Regions from separate parts of the Triticum aestivum genome. Here region 2 is linked to region 1. A link is a contact called in public Hi-C data. All regions are on one chromosome and are shown on one strand. The core of a region is the stretch at or near the end of the contact, and the rest is flanking DNA. Distances in the headings are between cores, read along the strand shown. Region 1 holds the start of LOC123062654. Region 2 holds the start of LOC123062662 (cytochrome P450 94C1).

What was found. Hi-C and Micro-C count contacts between places; a contact is called where the count stands out from the background.
Region 2: a Hi-C map of leaf shows a contact between it and region 1, with 4 times the contacts expected there. The contact joins the promoter of LOC123062662 here to the promoter of LOC123062654 in region 1. A contact is called at or near these places in 3 of 5 Hi-C or Micro-C datasets (leaf and an unstated tissue).

Annotation. Positions count from the first base shown.
Region 1 is chr3A:621,631,400-621,636,039 of IWGSC CS RefSeq v2.1, reverse strand. LOC123062654 reads left to right here and starts at 1,934. Exons shown (of 15, transcript XM_044486266.1): 1 at 1,934-2,221; 2 at 3,091-3,217; 3 at 3,324-3,364; 4 at 4,363-4,456. The coding sequence starts at 2,010.
Region 2 is chr3A:621,816,456-621,821,095 of IWGSC CS RefSeq v2.1, reverse strand. It overlaps LOC123062662 (cytochrome P450 94C1), which reads right to left and starts at 2,608. Exons shown (of 1, transcript XM_044486277.1): 1 at 538-2,608. The coding sequence starts at 2,494. The coding sequence ends at 917.

The DNA.
Region 1 (4,640 bases), core at 685-3,184:
ACGAGATAGTCAGACCACTGCCGCCATCGTCAGGTTGAGATCTCCACCAGATTACCCTCGTGAAAATGATTACGCACGTGCCAAGTGGTGTGAAATCATCGGGCATCTCCGGACGTCCAAGAGTGCGAGACGCTGACTCTTTTCTCATGCTGAGCGTCTAGTGTACTTCGGCCGTCCAGGAACCAGTGGCGTGCCGGTTTGTTGCCACGGGAAAAATTAGCAAATGTAAGCAATCTCGTCATACATTGGCTTGCTAAGTGACGTGTTCAATTATATTTGCTCACTGTCTTTTGGAAGAAAAAAATACCGAGTGCATACTGTGTGGAATTTATTTATTTCTTTCGGGAAACTTTCAATCTATTAAACTTCAATAATGACAGTACAACGAACATCAGAAATAACAAAATTACATGCAGGTTCATAGATCACCTAGTGAAGGGCACAAGTGAAGCGAGTCAAAGACGCGCCGTCATCATTCCCCTTTCTCATCCGAGCCGGGCAAAATTTGTTGTAATTAACAGTCAGAAAGTTTTCATGCTAAGAGCATCTACACCCGGGCATCCTAAACCCGCCTCAACTGACCGGATAGGTCGTTCGGTCACTGACTGGTCACGAAATTGCATCCAGCCGGGCGCCTCAAAAGGGACTCAAACGCTTGGAATCGCATAGAAACCCAACGGTCTGAAGCTCGTCTCCTCCGTCAGACCAATGTTGCTGCATGGCACCGCTCTAGCGGGCCATGTAGTGCCTAGCCCGGCTATTTAAGCCGACCACCGACACTGAAATCCTACCCCCTCTACATTTTCCTCCGCCCGTCCACCGTCGCCGCTACTTTTCACTCTCCATCCACCATCACTAGTAGTCATGCTCCCACGCTGCAGGATAAGGGCCACCCATTTCTGACGCTGGAGCGCCGACTGTAGCTCCTTGAGCAGATCGGGGCAAGGCACGGAGCCCGGATCGCCGCGGGACTACCTCTGAATGCAGTGGATCCGGAGGAGGAGTTGGAGGAGGTTGAGGGGGAGGTTGAGGAACAGGAGCCGAAAAGAGGATGTGGGGGACACCGGGGACACGGATCTGCAGCGCGGAGCAACATGCCATCCTCAATTCCCTTCGCTCAGAGTCGGATGCGGAGGCGAGACGCCGTCGTCGGCAGGAGATGGAGGTGCGGCATGCCGCGGAGGAGGAGGAGATGTTCACCTACATGGATGAGGGCGAGCATGAGGAGGAGGAGCCGGAGCCCTCCTATGCGCCCGCCCACCCGACGCATGACACCGACTTCGTGGACATCTCCGACGACGAAGATTAGCTAGGCTAGTACGTAGGATTTCTTTTGCATGCTTTGTATGGATCCAGGGGTTGAATATATGGGATACTCGAATGCAGAGTAGCTAAGTTGAGGCGTGACTGGTCACTGTCCGTGGACGCGTCCGGTTGCGTTCGCAGGCGTTTGAAGATCCGGATTTGTCAAGTCCGACTGTAGATGCTCTAAGGGTCCATATGAACAACGCACTAGAACAACAACCACCGTGATAAAGAGACACGTAGATCGGAAGGATCCAACTTGAAGACACAGGGACGTGTCGAACAAAGATTGGATCTGTACGATCCACCAAAGACAATCACCGATCAAATCTTACGAGATTTGCTCTCTGACGATGCTAGAAGCATCACCGAGACAGGGGGACTAGGTGGGGAGAATCTTATTCCATCTACAGGGAGCCGTTATCCTCTCGCCTTCCTAACCGTTGTAGTCCGTTTGTACTTGTTTTTTTTTTTTAGGAATTGTACTTGACTTTTGATGAAAAAAAAGGACACGCCCGCAGTACGTAGCAGGGCCGGACTCGGAGCCTTTCGAGGGCCTGAAAACACATACTAGGAAACCCAGCCCACGCTGGTGCGCCCAAGGTGTATAATTGGGCCCATCTTCCGCCAGACATGCCCTCTCTTCCCGCGGCTCTAAGCCCTAGAACACCCCTTGCTTTTGGTCCCTGCTCCCCCCGCCGGCGATGGCCGCGCCGCCGGAGACGACGGGCGCGCCGTCCCCGCCGGAAGGGGAGCACAAGGGCAACGCGGGCGTCGAGGTCTGCTGCTTCGAGCAATCTGCAGAGGACTTCTCCAGAGCGGTACGCGCCATCTCAGAGCTCGCCGCCGGCAAGCCCGAGCCGGGCTTCCCCAACGCCGAGGCGGAGCGGCTCGCCTCCTCGATAACGTTCCTCAGGTGAAGACGCGCTCTCCTTGCTCCACAATCACCGCGATAGAATCTGGCAACTTTCAGTTGTGGGCTTGCAAGCCGTACAGCGGCGTCAGCAATTAATGGCTGCTTCATCGGTTGAACTTTTTACACGTGGCGCGTGACGGAGATGTGGTTGTGCACGTACGGTGGAGCCTGGAACGTGGAACCTCTTTAGTTTTGTTGATTGAATGATTGATATGTCGTTTGTGCGGGAGAATTTTGTTATGGTTTGTGAATTTGGAGTTTATGGCACCATTACAAACGATAAATTCTAGTCGTCATGTTCTTGCTATGGTAGCATTTATTCCTTGCTGTTAGTGTTAACTAGAATTCGTCTGATACAGTCACCGCATGTGATTGTGTTGTTATCAGCTCGTTTTTGTCTGATAAGAATGGTACCATGAGACCTGTTGTGAAAATTTAGTAAGTTCAAGTTTATTGTTAACTGATTGATTATGACAAGATCTTTTAAAGTCAATGGCTGGACGCCTGGACACTGGGAGTTTTCGGCTTTTTCTTGATCTACAGTTGTAGTAGCTTTCATTTTGGATTTAAAAAAAACAGATTTATTGACAAGGCCACTTTTATTGACTTGGTATGGAATTAATTTGAGCCTTTTCTGCTAAGTAGTAGCACATGCTCATTGGAGATTGCTCTGTTTCTCCATAAGTTTAGCACATTGTGAAAAGTTGCAGTTGTTGCATTGGCAGTATACCTAATTGGAGAGCACAAGATGTCTTCTTGTTTCGTTTTTACTAGCTTACTCTGTCCTTCCCTGTTTTCGTATTTTAGTGTTTTTTTGGATTACTCAGAACCCATTCTGCTTGACATTTAATCAATTGTTATCTTCCCAGAGAATGGAAGCATTTTAATTATGAGCCAAAAGGTGTAAGTTTTACTTACGGCACTGGATCAACTTCATCCAGAGATGACACACATGAGATTACCTTACCACAATTCTCGTCTGCATCTGTTCCTCAGGTTAGTAAAACTACGGTGCTAATTTCTGAGTCTAAAGTTCCTGTTATAACATTGGAGGGAAGCTTTCTGCTGATTTCTTGGATCACATCAGTGCAAATCAATGCAGGTCGCACACTTGGAAGATGGGAGGGATAATAATACATACAGGTATTATTTCTAGAAGCTAGACTGTTTCAACTTATTAGAATCTTCTTATTTTGTTATATGATTCTCCCTAAGTTTGTTGAGGAGAGATACATTACGATTTAAGTTCCTCAGTTCTGGTTATTTGGAGTATTGAAGTTATGACCCAAGATTTTTCCATAGCCCTGTTTATGTAATATTTTTGTTTGTCTGCTCACAATTCAAAGGTTGCAGCACATGGACTGTTAAGCAGGCCAGTCCCTATTCTCATCTTGTTGGTGAAGAATTTTCTACGAAAGTATAATAATTTTCTTGCTGTTTCACACGTAACATGATCTCAAATACACCTTTGATAAGTACCCTTTCGAATTATATACCAGTAAAATAATTTAAAATGATTAGTGCTATGGAAGTACTTTCATTGACCAATATATGAATACCATTTTGTTCTTTGGTGTAATCAGTGGTCAAGTTTTAAATTCTGGACTGCATACACAATAAAAGAACAACTATTTGAGAATGAAAACAATATTCTCTTGGTCCAGGAGTAATCCTGCAGAGTGAGTTGGGTCATCAAATGTCGCCAACCCATGCAAGGTTTTGCTGCTTTTGGGGGATTTGTTAGTATAAGGGCGGACCTGGCGCAGTGGCAGAGTCCCTCCACTTGTGGCCTGGAGGTCCTGAGTTCGAACCAGCCTCCTTGCAGAAATATTATGCAAGAGTAAGGCTGTCTGAAATTCCCTTCCCCACCCCCACCTTGTGTGGGAGCTTTCAGCACTGGGTATGTCCTTTTTTGGGGGGGGGTGGGGATTTGTTAGTAGGTTAACAGTGAAGTTACTTGATGAAAAATACCATTGCACTTTCGTTAATTAATTTTCAGCATTGTCATAAACTGATGATATGTGGATACAGTGCTAATTATGACCTTATTTCTACTCTTCCAGTTTTCTCTGTTACATTATCCATATGACTGTAGAGAACCATGCTGATTGAACTGTGATTAAATCTCTTAATTGTTGCAGCTCTGACTTCATTTTATTCGCTGGAGGGAATGTTTGGTCGTTGGACTGGTGCCCGAGGTTGTGCGACAAGCCTTCTTCTCCCGTAAATTGCGAGGTTGTGATCAACTGATTCTGAGCATGAACTAGTAGCTCTTGTTGCAAGTCGTGGCTTCAAAAAAGTTTATGTTGTTCACCACCAAATTTAGCAATGAGAAAAATGTCATCATCTATTTGCTTGGCATGTGGGTCACAAGCCCACATTTCAATGGCATATTGATTCGTTTTACTTCCAAAAAACC
Region 2 (4,640 bases), core at 1,359-3,858, 180 kb before region 1:
ATGGGCAACCACTGTTCAACACGACATTTCTTTTACCTCCTTCTAGGAGTAGAATCCATTTAAAATATGTCCCATATTTCCCCTTAGAGTGGAGAGCGTTAAGCTGAAGTGCACAAACCTGACCCGTCAGTTGAAAGCGGAGGTTTGGCTCTCGGGTGTATATGCACACGGCATGAAAAATAATTTAGTAATTATATTTTAGATAGCCAAAATTTCTAAACATTTTTCAAACAAATTTGACCTTTTGTTGTACTTGCATAAAAGGTTTCGTCGAGGAATGACTTTCATGGTATTCTGGGCAATTTTTTTTAACACTATATGCTCCCTTTGTTTCAAAATAAGTGTCTCAAGCTCACTTATTTTGGGACGGAGGGAGTACAAGTTATTACTCACATTTTTCTGTCCTAATTTTTTTGGGTTTTCTTCCCTGAAGTTGATGGGAGTTTTTTCCTCATGATTTTTTTATTCGAGTACAACAGAAGGTCAAATTTATTTCCAAAAAGATTTGAATTTTTTTATCTTATTTCACAATTATACTGTTTTTCTTTCATATCAAGTGCACAACGGTTCATATAGTCTTTCCGTTATCCGTACCACACAAGAGTCGCGCGTAACTGAAGCCTGATCCGATCTCAATAATTTGCTGTCGATTCGAGGAATCTATCTGTAGATCTATCGATCTCGACTCTCAATCCCAAGTGGAGAGCTGCGTACGTACATACCGACTAATCAATCGTCCGGCATCATCGATCCGCTGCTGCTCGGTGCTGCCAAACGCCAGCGCACTCACGGCACCAGCGCCCACGGGCTGCCAGCGGCATACAATCTAGCGCGCGATTTTATCCCTGTTGCAAAGGACGAAACGAGCGAGAATAAGCGAACAAGAGCGCGATCGCCAACAGTTGTTTATTCCGTATCAGGTTGGTGGGCGCGCTCGCCGGCGGACCCTGACCGGCAGGCCGCCGGCGAACGTGGCCGTCAGCCCCGGCGCGAACTTGGGCCGGCGCGAGCTGCGCTCGATCGCCTGGATGTCGAAGCCCCGGACGACGGCGACGATGACGGCCTTCATCTCCATGAGCGCGAGGTCCTTGCCGACGCAGACGCGCACGCCGGCCTGGAACACCGGGTACCGGTACGGGCTCACCGGGACGAACTGCCCGTCGCGGAGCCACCGCTCGGGCCGGAACTCGGAGCAGTCGGGGCCCCACACCGACTCCATCCGGCCCATGGCGTAGGCGTGGTAGGTGACCCGCGTGCCCTTGGCCACCGCCGTGCCGTCCGGGAGCGTGTCGTCGCCCGCCGCGAACTTGGAGTCGAACTGCACCGGCGGGAACAGCCGCATGCTCTCGTACAGCGCCGCGTGCACGTAGTGCATGTCCTTGAGCTTGCTGAAGCTCGGCCGGTCGCCGTCGTCGCCGCCCGCGACGCGTGACACCTCGTCCCGGATGGCGGCGGCGACCTCCGGGTGATCGGAGAGGAGCAGGAAGAAGGCGGTCAGCGCTGAGGCGACGGTGTCGCGGCCGGCGAGCATGAAGCTGACGACGATGTCCCGGAGGTACTTCTCGTCGCTGATGGAGCCCATGAACCGCGACAGGAGGTCGCTGCCGGACGCGGCGCCGCCGAGCTTGTGTCGCTGCCGGGTGACCTCCGCGGCGAACCCGTCGACGAGGCGCACGGATTCCCGGAGCTTCCTCTCGTCCCCGACGTTGAAGAACCGCTTCAGCCGCCATATGATCTGCAACGGCGCGGTCGCGCGCCTCGCAGAGAGCATCGACGCCGTGTCGAACGCATCCACGAACGCCGACACCGGCATGGACAGCTCGAGGCAGCCCGGGTCGAGGCCGAAGGAGATCTTGCATATGCAGTCGAAGGCGAAGCGACGGAACACGTCCTGCAGGTCCAGCACCTTGCCACCGTCGTCGTCGTCGTCGTCGTGGGAGCAGGCAGAGTCAAGCAGGGGAACGAGACGGCCCCGCAGCTCGGAAGCCACGACGCCCGAGGCGAAAGCCCTGAGCGCGGGGGACGCAAGCTCAGCCGCGGCGAGCTTCCGCTGGAACAGCCACGCGTCTCCGTCGACGTTGAAGATCCCGCGGCCGAGCAGGTCGGCGAGGATGGCGGAGAAGGGCTTGCCCTTGGGGTAGTTATCGAAGCGCGCGCGCAGCATGTGCTCGACGGTGACGGGGTTGGCGGTGAGCACGTTGCGGAGCACGTGGACGTGCACGGTCTGCGACGGCGAGCGGCGCAGCAGGTGCGCGTACCAGTCGCAGAGGTTGTCGAACTCGCCGGCCCAGGAGGCGGTGAGGTAGGCCTCGCAGACCGCGCAGTCGCACCACCACGGCGGGCGCGTGCGCGCCACGGCCAGCAGGGCGGCGAGCGCCACGGTGCACACCGCGAGCGCGAAGAAGGCGCCGGCCACGTGCGGCTGCAGCTTGAGCGCCCCATGCAGCGCCGCCTCCGCCGCCGCCGCCCCATGCAGCGCGGCCTCGACGCCCATGACGAGCACGACGTGACGGCGGCGCTACCTGCTTTTTATCTATCGTACGTGCGTGTGTGTGCGCGCGGGGGGGCTTCCTTCTGCGGGCGGTGAGGTGAGGTGCCGTTGCGCCCGCCCCGGACGAGGCCGTTTTATACTGCCGCCCGGCCCTCTCCTCGCTCGTGTGTAGAAGGACGGTTCTGGGCATGGACTCTCGCCCGTGTAGCTTCCCCTCGTGACTTTGACCGCTCTCTCACTCTCAGTAGGTCTGGGCACGCTCGAGCTCGAGCTCACCTCGGTCGATCGGGCTGTAGCAGCTGGTGGTCTAGACCCTAGAGGTGGAGAGCCACATGCGCTATAGGAACAGTGCTGCATGTTGTCCGCCGCGCCATGCCCGTCGTCCGATCGGGCCACGCACCGTCACCCACCTCCCGGGGTGGCACTTGGTGTTTTTACCCCGGCCCGGTCGGTCGACCGCGACGTCAATACCCGGTCGTACATAACAGGAAAGCCCGCGGCTTGCCAACTTGGGCCAGCCAGAGCCAGTTATTGATTGCACTGCAGTGCAGTGCCTCCCTCCCACGATCCAGACAGTGCGATTGTACCACCACTACTATTGGACTAGTCGCCGATCCAGGGATACTTACTGCGCCGTGGCGTTTTGCACGTGCTTCCAGTGCCCACTAGCTTAGCCAGGCGCAGCAGCAACAGAGAGAGCAGCGCCGGACCGCCCGGGGTACATCTCTGCCCGTCTGCCTTCGCCGGGGCCGACCGATCTTTCTCACCCGCGCGCGGCCTCGATCGCGGCGACAGCGGCGCAGTAAACTCATCAATGGCGGTATGCGCCCCGAGCTCCGATGCCCCCGGGTACAAGGACACTATCGTGCTACCTGCGCCGGGGCAGAAGGAGGCGCAAGTTGCATCGTAGGAGCATCTCCAGCCGCACCGCCCCTCAACACGTCTTTATTTTCGTGGGTGCAAAAAAAAATTCCCCAGTCACACCTTCAGAATGTTGAATTCCGTCGATTTGACTCATTTTTGGCCCGATGATTTCACACGGAACTAGTGCACTGGGAGGCATTTGGGGACTTCGGTGAAAAGAAAAGTGGCGCGTGGGCCACCATTGTCTAGTGAGAAACACTTTCCCCCTTCCCCCAAGATTCGACCCAAGTGCGGCAGAACGCCACTTCCCCTTTGCCGCCATGCCGATACCAGCGCCACCCATCTGCCCACAGCCGTTGCTCCGCCGCTAGAAAGGCCATTCCCCCGCCGAAAAGAGAGGGGTTTCGCCGCGACAGCCTCCATCCTGCTCCTGGGCGAGGTTTCGAGGACTCCGACCACACAGGCAAGGATACTGGCGGCTGCCCGCCCATCACGCCCGCGAGGTGTTTGGCGATTTGTCTGTTCGGCGATGGACTCCGACGACGACAAGGCGCTTGCGGCTCTGATGGAGAAGGAAGCCAAGGCCGACACCGACGATGAAGAGCACCTCATGTTCCTATTTGATTTTGTATTGATTTATCTGATAAACTAAGTGATAAAAAATAGTTTTTGTTGAATTTGTGCTGAAGTGTGCCGAATTTGTGCCTAATTTGAGTTGGAACTCGGCGGCTGGGGGGCGAACTTGGGGGACGGCTGGGAACCGGAGCCTCCCATGCAGAAAATATCAACGGTAAGCCCCCAAGAGTCGGTATTTTACGCCTAAAAAAGCCCTTGGGGGGGGGGGGGCGAATGGCCGGAGATGCTCCAAGGGCATCTCCACCGCCGACCCTCAAAACTTCCGTATGCCACCACGACCGACCGCGCTGTCCGGATCACGGAAGTCATCCAACACGGGTCTGTATTGGTCCGCGATGTGGTCTGGATGCATTTTCTCTCGCAAATCGGAGACAAACGTCAAAGGGCTTTGCGGGAGTCCGGACCGCTCACACATTCGCTTCTGGCCACCCTGGCCCATAAAAAACCCACCCGTTCCTCCTGCGCTTTTCTTCCGATGCACACGTCGCTTATCGCGTCACATTCATGCCGGCCTAAAGCACGCAGCGGTCGTCATTGATGCCACAAATGTGACTGGAGGGAGAGAGGGCGGCGCTGACCGACGAGACCTCTCGGGAGCCACCACTTCAATGCGGACGCAGGTTCCTGAGGAACCAACTCCGGAAGTTGT